Linked DNA regions of Mus musculus: region 2 is linked to region 1. The links are chromatin contacts, called in public HiChIP or PLAC-seq maps. All regions are on one chromosome and are shown on one strand. The core of a region is the stretch at or near the end of the contact, and the rest is flanking DNA. Distances in the headings are between cores, read along the strand shown. Region 1 holds the start of Plac8 (placenta-specific 8). Region 2 has its middle 49 kb from the start of Plac8.

Region 1 (3,127 bases), core at 476-2,975:
TTCCCAGCAACCACATGGTGGTTCACAACCATCTGTAATAGGATCTGATGCCCTCTTCTGGTGTGTCTGAAGACAGCTACAGTGTACTCATATACATAAAATAAATAAATCTTAAAAAGAAAGGAAGAGAGAGAGGTAGAACATTCCCAACCTACCTGTCACTCACTCCAAGGTTACTAGGACATGGCAGTGCTAAACTGTGTGGCAAGGATGTGCACCAGTGTGTGGCAGGGAGTTCCATTTCATCCAGTGTCTAGCTGCCACCAAGTAAGTCTGTGCCTCAATCAAGTAGAGGCAATAATACCACCCTTCAGGATCATAAGGCAAATATTTTAAAAAGCATTAAGAACCATGCCTACGGGCCCAGGAGTCAAAGGCACTTGCAGCTAAAACCGGATCCTTGAGCTGGAGAGATGGTCCAGCAGTTAAGAATGCTGGCTGCTCTGCCAGAGAGCGGATGTGGTTCCCAGCACCCACATGGTGGTTAATAGCCATCTGTAACTTCAGTGTTACAGAGGTTCAGTTGGGGGATCCAACACCTTCTTCTGGCCTCTGTGGGCATCAGGCACACATGTACATACACGGTGCACAGGCACGCACACAAGCAAAACACACCTACACACATAAAACTAAATTTAATTTTTTTTTTAAAGAGTGGGAGAAAAAAATACTGACAATCTCAGTTTGACCCCTGGAATCTACAAAATGCATACATACATACATACATACATACATACATACATACATACATACTGATACAGAGGCTCATAACTGTAATCCCAGAACTCCTACGAGAGACTGGGTGGGGGGTGGAGGCAGGAGAATTGCTTGGAAGCTCACAGCTGTGCAGCACAGTGGGAACAAGAGACAAGGCAGCTTCAACAGGAGGAGAGAAGAGACTTCCCAAAGCTGTCCTCCTGTCCCCTGACCTCCACATGCCTGCTGTGATCCTCAGATGCTGACATGTATGTTCAGACACACACCACAGAGAGATGGGGTGGGAGAAGGTGATGGTGATGACAACTACGACAGATAAAAAATAAAATAATAAAAATCACGCCTAACATAAAGCATAACATAACATAACTAACATAAAGTGTTCAGTCTGTTACAGAAACCAAAGCAATATAGCAATATTGGGGGACAGAGGTAGGTCAATAATAGAGCTCTCACCTAAAATGCACTGGCCCTGGGTTCAGTCCCTAATGCCTCAGGGAGGAAAAGAAAGGGGGGGGGGGAGGAAGAAAAGACGGAGGAGAAAGATCTGATCAGAAGCCCGGCATGGTGGTGCATGTCTTTAATCCCAGCCACAGGAGGCAGAGGCAGATGGGTCTCTGAGAGTTTGAGACCATCCTACAAACTGAGCTCTGGGATAGCCAGAACTCTAGAGAGACACACTCAAGGACAGTCTGAGCGGGCCTGGAACTCCAGGTCCCCAAGTGCCTTCTGGTTTCTTAGGTTAAAAGAGGAAAATAAGGTGTGAGACTCGGAGAGCTTTGTCAGGCAGGTAGCTAATCAGGGGAACCACACCCTCTCCTTTCCACCGAGACCTTAGAGGTTAGCCCTTGGAATTGTAAGGAGGAAAACCCTATTTGGTAAGAGATGGCTTTTGGTGCCTGGATTACCACAGCCAATCAGAGCACAGGACATTGCTCTTTGTACTCCAGCCCACCCCTACCCCACCCTCCACGGGGTTGATACCTCCTCCTTTCCTCGGAGTCTCTCTATTTGTAGTAAGACTCAACCCCAGACCACAGGACCGGTTCTGCCCAACCCTTTTGAACTGTAAGTATTTGTTAGGAAGTCTTTAAATCTAGGGGTCTTTCCTTTCAAAGTTTTATCTTATTCCTAACGTCGTTTGAGATTACGCTGAAAGATCATTGTTTTCTTCACTAATTGCTTTAACTTTAGTAATTTTTAGTGGAACTCAGCAATTAGGGGTCAGGCTTGCTAAACGTCATGCTTTGAGCATCTCAGTTGGGATCCTCTGGGCTCTGGGGCACCGTTCTCATGCCCACTGCTTGCTTTCGGGGAGGGCATGTTGTGTGCTGGATTTCCTAACTAGATCTTCTCTCTCTCTCTCTCTCTCTCTCTCTCTCTCTCTCTCTCTCTCTCTAAGTGATCTAGTTTCTTTATACATAATATATATATATATATATATATATATATATATATATTTGTTTAAACTACCTGGAGATTTTTATAGGTTTAGTCAGTGGGATTTCTGTAGATTTATTAGTTTGTAAAGTTTGGGAATCCTTAGGAGTTCTCACTATGAAAGCAAAACTCCAACTGCTCTGGGGGTTTGATCAGTACTCACTAACGCTCCTAGAGAAACACTCACATCTCACGTTGGGCAGCTCACGAGACTGAAGAACACTGAATCTTCATATCAGTGTATAATAGAAGGACTTCAGGCATATGTTGCTTAGAACCTGGCTTTATCGATATTAACAAGATTTATTAATATAACTAGTGCCATGTAACATAATTTTATTAAGCTGGTGTAGTCTCCTTCTAGAGAGTGGTGTGTTCTGAGGCAGAAATATAGGCACAAGAATGAGTCTAAGACTAATAGATAAAATTAAGATATTCAACTGTGAGCCAAATCCTACAAGATTTCCTGGTAGGGGCCAGTCCTTGCCAAGGAATCTCAGAAGGAAGGTATTTATCATGTTGCCTTTCTAAGCCCGTCGACTTAGAGTCCTGTTTCTGTCTCCTCCTCGCCTCTATTTTTTTTTTCTTTTTTCTTTTTTCTTGAGTGGTCCTCACCAGTTTCTATTACTTTCCTATTGCGCGTTTAAGGATGCATGCGGCAGAGCTCTGCCCCCACCGTCAGGAAACTACAGATTTCTCCTTGGCCCAAAACAACTCTATCGCAAGACTTTTTATGCACACAGCTGGGTCAATTCATGTTTTCTAATGGACTTGGAGTTATTTGTAACAGACAAAGCAAAGAGCCAGAGGTTGCAAGGTCTGCAAGTCACTGGGTGGGCGTCTCCACCATCAAGGGGTCCGTCCTGCATCACCAGCAGATAAGAACCATGAGCTGAGTTTGCACGTGCTCTGCAGACGTGGGAGGCTCAGGCAGGGGTTGGGGGGGGGGGGGGTGGAATCTGTCAGCCTG
Region 2 (3,633 bases), core at 984-3,483, 49 kb before region 1:
GTTCAGCCTGGTCTACAGAGTGAGTTCCAGGACAGCCAGAGCAACACAGAGAAACCTTGTCTCAGAAAAAAACAAAACAAAACAAAACAAAAACAAACAAACAAACAAACAAAAAGGAGCAGAGAGGGGGGTGCTGGTTCTCAGCTGGAGTTTTCCTTTCTCTCCTTTTGATTCAGCCCCAGAACCCATTGTGTGTGTGCAATGGTGGTGCTCGCACGCATACTAGGTCCTTTCAGTCAGTGTTCTCTGAAAATGTCCTCAGGCACTCTCAGCGCTGCTGTATCTCCTAGGTGGTCCTAAATCCCATAGAGCTGACAGCCCACACCAGGAATCACATGCTGACTCGAAGTCCTCTACTCAGTGGTACGTGTAGATGGTGACCACATCCAGAGGCAAATTCCTCTCTGGAACAAGCAAGCACCAAGCGACCCTTCCCATGTATGCGTCATGTCCGGGAACATATCTCTCTAGTTCATTCTGGCCAGGGAGAACATAACAAAGATGTTTTATGGCGTGACTCATCCACATTTTATATTTGAATATAATAAAATAATACATGACTTACTAGAGCCATTGCTAAAGGGTTGAAAGGCATTGACCTGTACTAAACTAACAGATTTTCGTCAGAGATCCCAGAATAATCATGGTTATGTACAGAATACTGTGTCTGTGTGCCTAGCTCGTGACTCATCAGATGAGTCACGTCTCCTCTTGCCCTAACTGCCCATTTCACCTGCGATGATTTTCTGTTTAATTAGTCCTCCTACCTTCCATACCTGTTCAGGGACTCAGGATAGTGGCCCTCTGATGTCAGTCTTACCTTGAGGACCAGTCCAAAGTGACGAAACAATTACCACTGACTGTGTTCTTGGTGAACCCCAATCTTTCCATAGCTCCTCTTGTCTACACTCATTAGCCAAGAACACAAAACCCACAACCTGGCTTTGGGTTTCACCAGCTGCTACTCACGATGTCATTAGCGTCTTGACCTTCTTGAAGCAAAGGGGTTGGAAGGCCTCTTTGTTTCCGGAAGCAAGTCACAGAGATCAGAATCGCCAAAGTGGGAAATCCCCCTTCACATTCCTTACCACTAGCATTTTGAAGGAAACTCTTCCCTCTCCCACAACCAAATAATCGCCTTAATAGTCTGTTAGTTGTCTAACAAAGTTGTCTGACTGTTCACTGAAAAGGGCAAAAAGCAAAAAGCCAAAAAAAAAAAAAAAAAAAATCCCCAGACCAAATCTCTTTGGATGCTTCATAACAAAATGGACAAACTGTTTTCTGACACCACTGGCAAATGAATGACTTCTAGCCCTCAGGGCCTGACAGACATGCCATTTCAGTTCAGACATGAGGTTCTCACCAGCTTCAGTGGGTAGGGCCACATTCCACAGATCTTCCAGTCCCTGTAGCCCCATCAGTAAATCTGAGACTGGTAAAGAACCCGCTCCCCCCGCCCCCCCCCCCCACACACACACCGGCAGCCTTGATGAGAGCACAGCTGGTCTGCCCCATGCTCTGCAAATGCAAGATGGGGCCCTCCTCTACTCTGTCACTGCATCTGCTGAGCTCCTGCAGGGGACAAGTAGCTCCACGGAAAGCAAGAGAATATGGGCAACGCCTGAGTCTGGGTTTGTTTCTTCACAGCAACAGTGACCCTAAGTCAAGGCATACATCAGAGTTTCTCAGCCTCGACACCATGGGCAAATACATCCTTGCTGGGAACTGAGCGTGCGGGGCTGCCCTGTGCATTGTGAGCTGACTGTTCGGGGCACCCCTGTTCTGTCCTCACTAGATGTGATATCGCTTCTCTTCCACCACCGCTCTCCAGCTATGGCAGACCATGAGGATAAGGAGAGACTGTGAGTTGGGGGAGCTTGTGGGTGGCCGGCAAAACCTCAGTTCCTGCATCCAGTCACCTCTACGAGGAGTGACTTTGGTAAAAATCCCGCCATCATACCCACATGTTTGTACATTGTGCTGCAGTTCAAGAAAGATAGTGGCATCGAAGCGCTGAAGTCTCAGTGGAATAAAGAATGAGCAAAGAGAAGAGAGAAAGCAGGCAGGGTGCTGTGAGAACTCGAGACAGGATGCCCAGAGGCAGCAGGCAGGGTGGGGTGGTGAGTGCTGTAAAAACTCCAGACACAGGATATGAACAAATCTACAGGGAGGTCAGGATCATCTAAGCAGACCTGAGTTCCGTGGTTTGCGTGTTGGTCTCCAGGTTCTCATGGTGACGTGTATGTGCAAAGGGCTGTGGTGACAAAGCTGACGGGATAAGCTGCTTAGCTGTGTGACCCCTGAGACTCCTGCTCAAGGCAAAACGTGGAGCAGTGAAGCCAGAGGCTTACCCGGGCCTTCTCGTCCAGCAATGTATGCTCAATCCAGGAATGATACCAGAGTGTCCTAGTCTCAGAAATTACTCATGTGGGCGACAGTGGACGAAATGGTCAGGGGAGAGTACTTCCTGCCAAGCCTGATGGCTCTAGGACTACAATGGGGGGAGGGGGAGACGGGGGAGGGGGAGGGGAACTCCTCATCGTAGAGAGTTGTCCTCTCTTACGTTCACAGATATCCCCACCCACAACATGCACAAGTAAACAAAAAAGATATAAACAAGTAAATAAATAAATAAATAAATAAATAAATGCAATAGTAAAAAGCACTTTAAAAACTTACTTACTGGCACTTCCTTTCCATGCCAAACACAGTTATTCCTATTCTAAACTAGTCAATACAACAAGCAAATATGTCTGCTGCTATGTAAATATTTCCATAGAAGGACTAGATATTAGATGTAGACTATTTAAGACACAGTCTAGGGTCCTTGTGAGATGGATCAGTGGTTATAGTATTCACTGATCTTACAGAGGACCGAGGTTCTATTCCCAGCACCCACACAATGGATCACAGTATTCAGTAATTCCAGTTCCAGGGATCAAGGTTCTGGGAACTGAGCCTGTATCCTCTACAAGAGCATCAAATGCTCTTACCCTCTGAGTACCCCTGGTATGTGTTTAAGAGGTGATGTCTTCAACTTACCATATAATGGTTAACCTTGGTTGATAGCTTGCCTGGATTGAGAGACACCTTGAAGATTAATAAAGCATACCTGGGAACATGTTTGTAAGGGTGTTTTCAGAGAGGATCAACTAAGGAAACGTCCTAGTGACTGTTCCATTGCTGGGAGGAGACAGCGGGGACCAAAGCAACTCATAGAAGGAAGCATTTAATTGGATGTTTGCTTGCAATTCAGAGGGAGAGTCCACGACCATCCCCATGGGGAGCGTGGCGCGGACAGGCAGGCATGGTGCTGAGGCAGTAGCTAAATGCTCATATCTGATCCACAAGCAAAAGTGGGGGGTCAAAGAAGGGGATGGCTGGGCCTGGTGTTGGCTTTTGAAGGTTTTACCCCTAGTGACACACCTCCAACCAGGCTAACACACCTCCTAAATCCTCCCTAATCAGGCTACCAGCCAGGAACCAAACATTGAACTATATGAACCTACAGAGACCGGTCTCATTCAAACCAGCACAGGGCAAAGAGCCACCCTGGATGTGGTAGGCACCAGCTCACAGTCCAGATGGAGTGAATGAAGGAGAGAGATGAGAAGGCGCACGATGCAGCCGTTG

The links. HiChIP or PLAC-seq counts read pairs in DNA pulled down with a chosen protein or histone mark.
Region 2: an H3K27ac HiChIP or PLAC-seq map of embryonic fibroblasts shows a contact between it and region 1, with 20 read pairs. The contact joins the enhancer-like site here to the promoter of Plac8 in region 1. A contact is called at or near these places in 13 of 39 promoter capture datasets (the 3T3-L1 cell line, 3T3-L1-derived adipocytes, the C10 cell line and 9 more), 2 of 15 datasets of contacts at CTCF or cohesin (CD8 T cells and the NIH/3T3 cell line), 24 of 484 Hi-C or Micro-C datasets (the Ba/F3 cell line, CD8 T cells, the G1E-ER4 cell line and 15 more), 15 of 115 datasets of contacts at active chromatin or transcription factors (CD8 T cells, the HPC-7 cell line, Th17 cells and 10 more) and 3 of 9 other capture datasets (adipose tissue, liver and pancreatic islet).

Annotation. Positions count from the first base shown.
Region 1 is chr5:100,570,803-100,573,929 of GRCm38.p6, reverse strand. Plac8 (placenta-specific 8) reads left to right here and starts at 1,725. Exons shown (of 5, transcript NM_139198.3): 1 at 1,725-1,785.
Region 2 is chr5:100,619,756-100,623,388 of GRCm38.p6, reverse strand. No RefSeq gene overlaps it. Among named protein-coding and RNA genes, the nearest start is that of Plac8, 49 kb to the right of the region's middle. Within about 2 kb of position 2,233, at least 97 of the 459 cell types and tissues checked have an H3K27ac peak or open chromatin away from gene starts, as enhancers often do. A contact at or near this core is called in the Ba/F3 cell line, CD8 T cells, the HPC-7 cell line and 8 more, where this site is marked.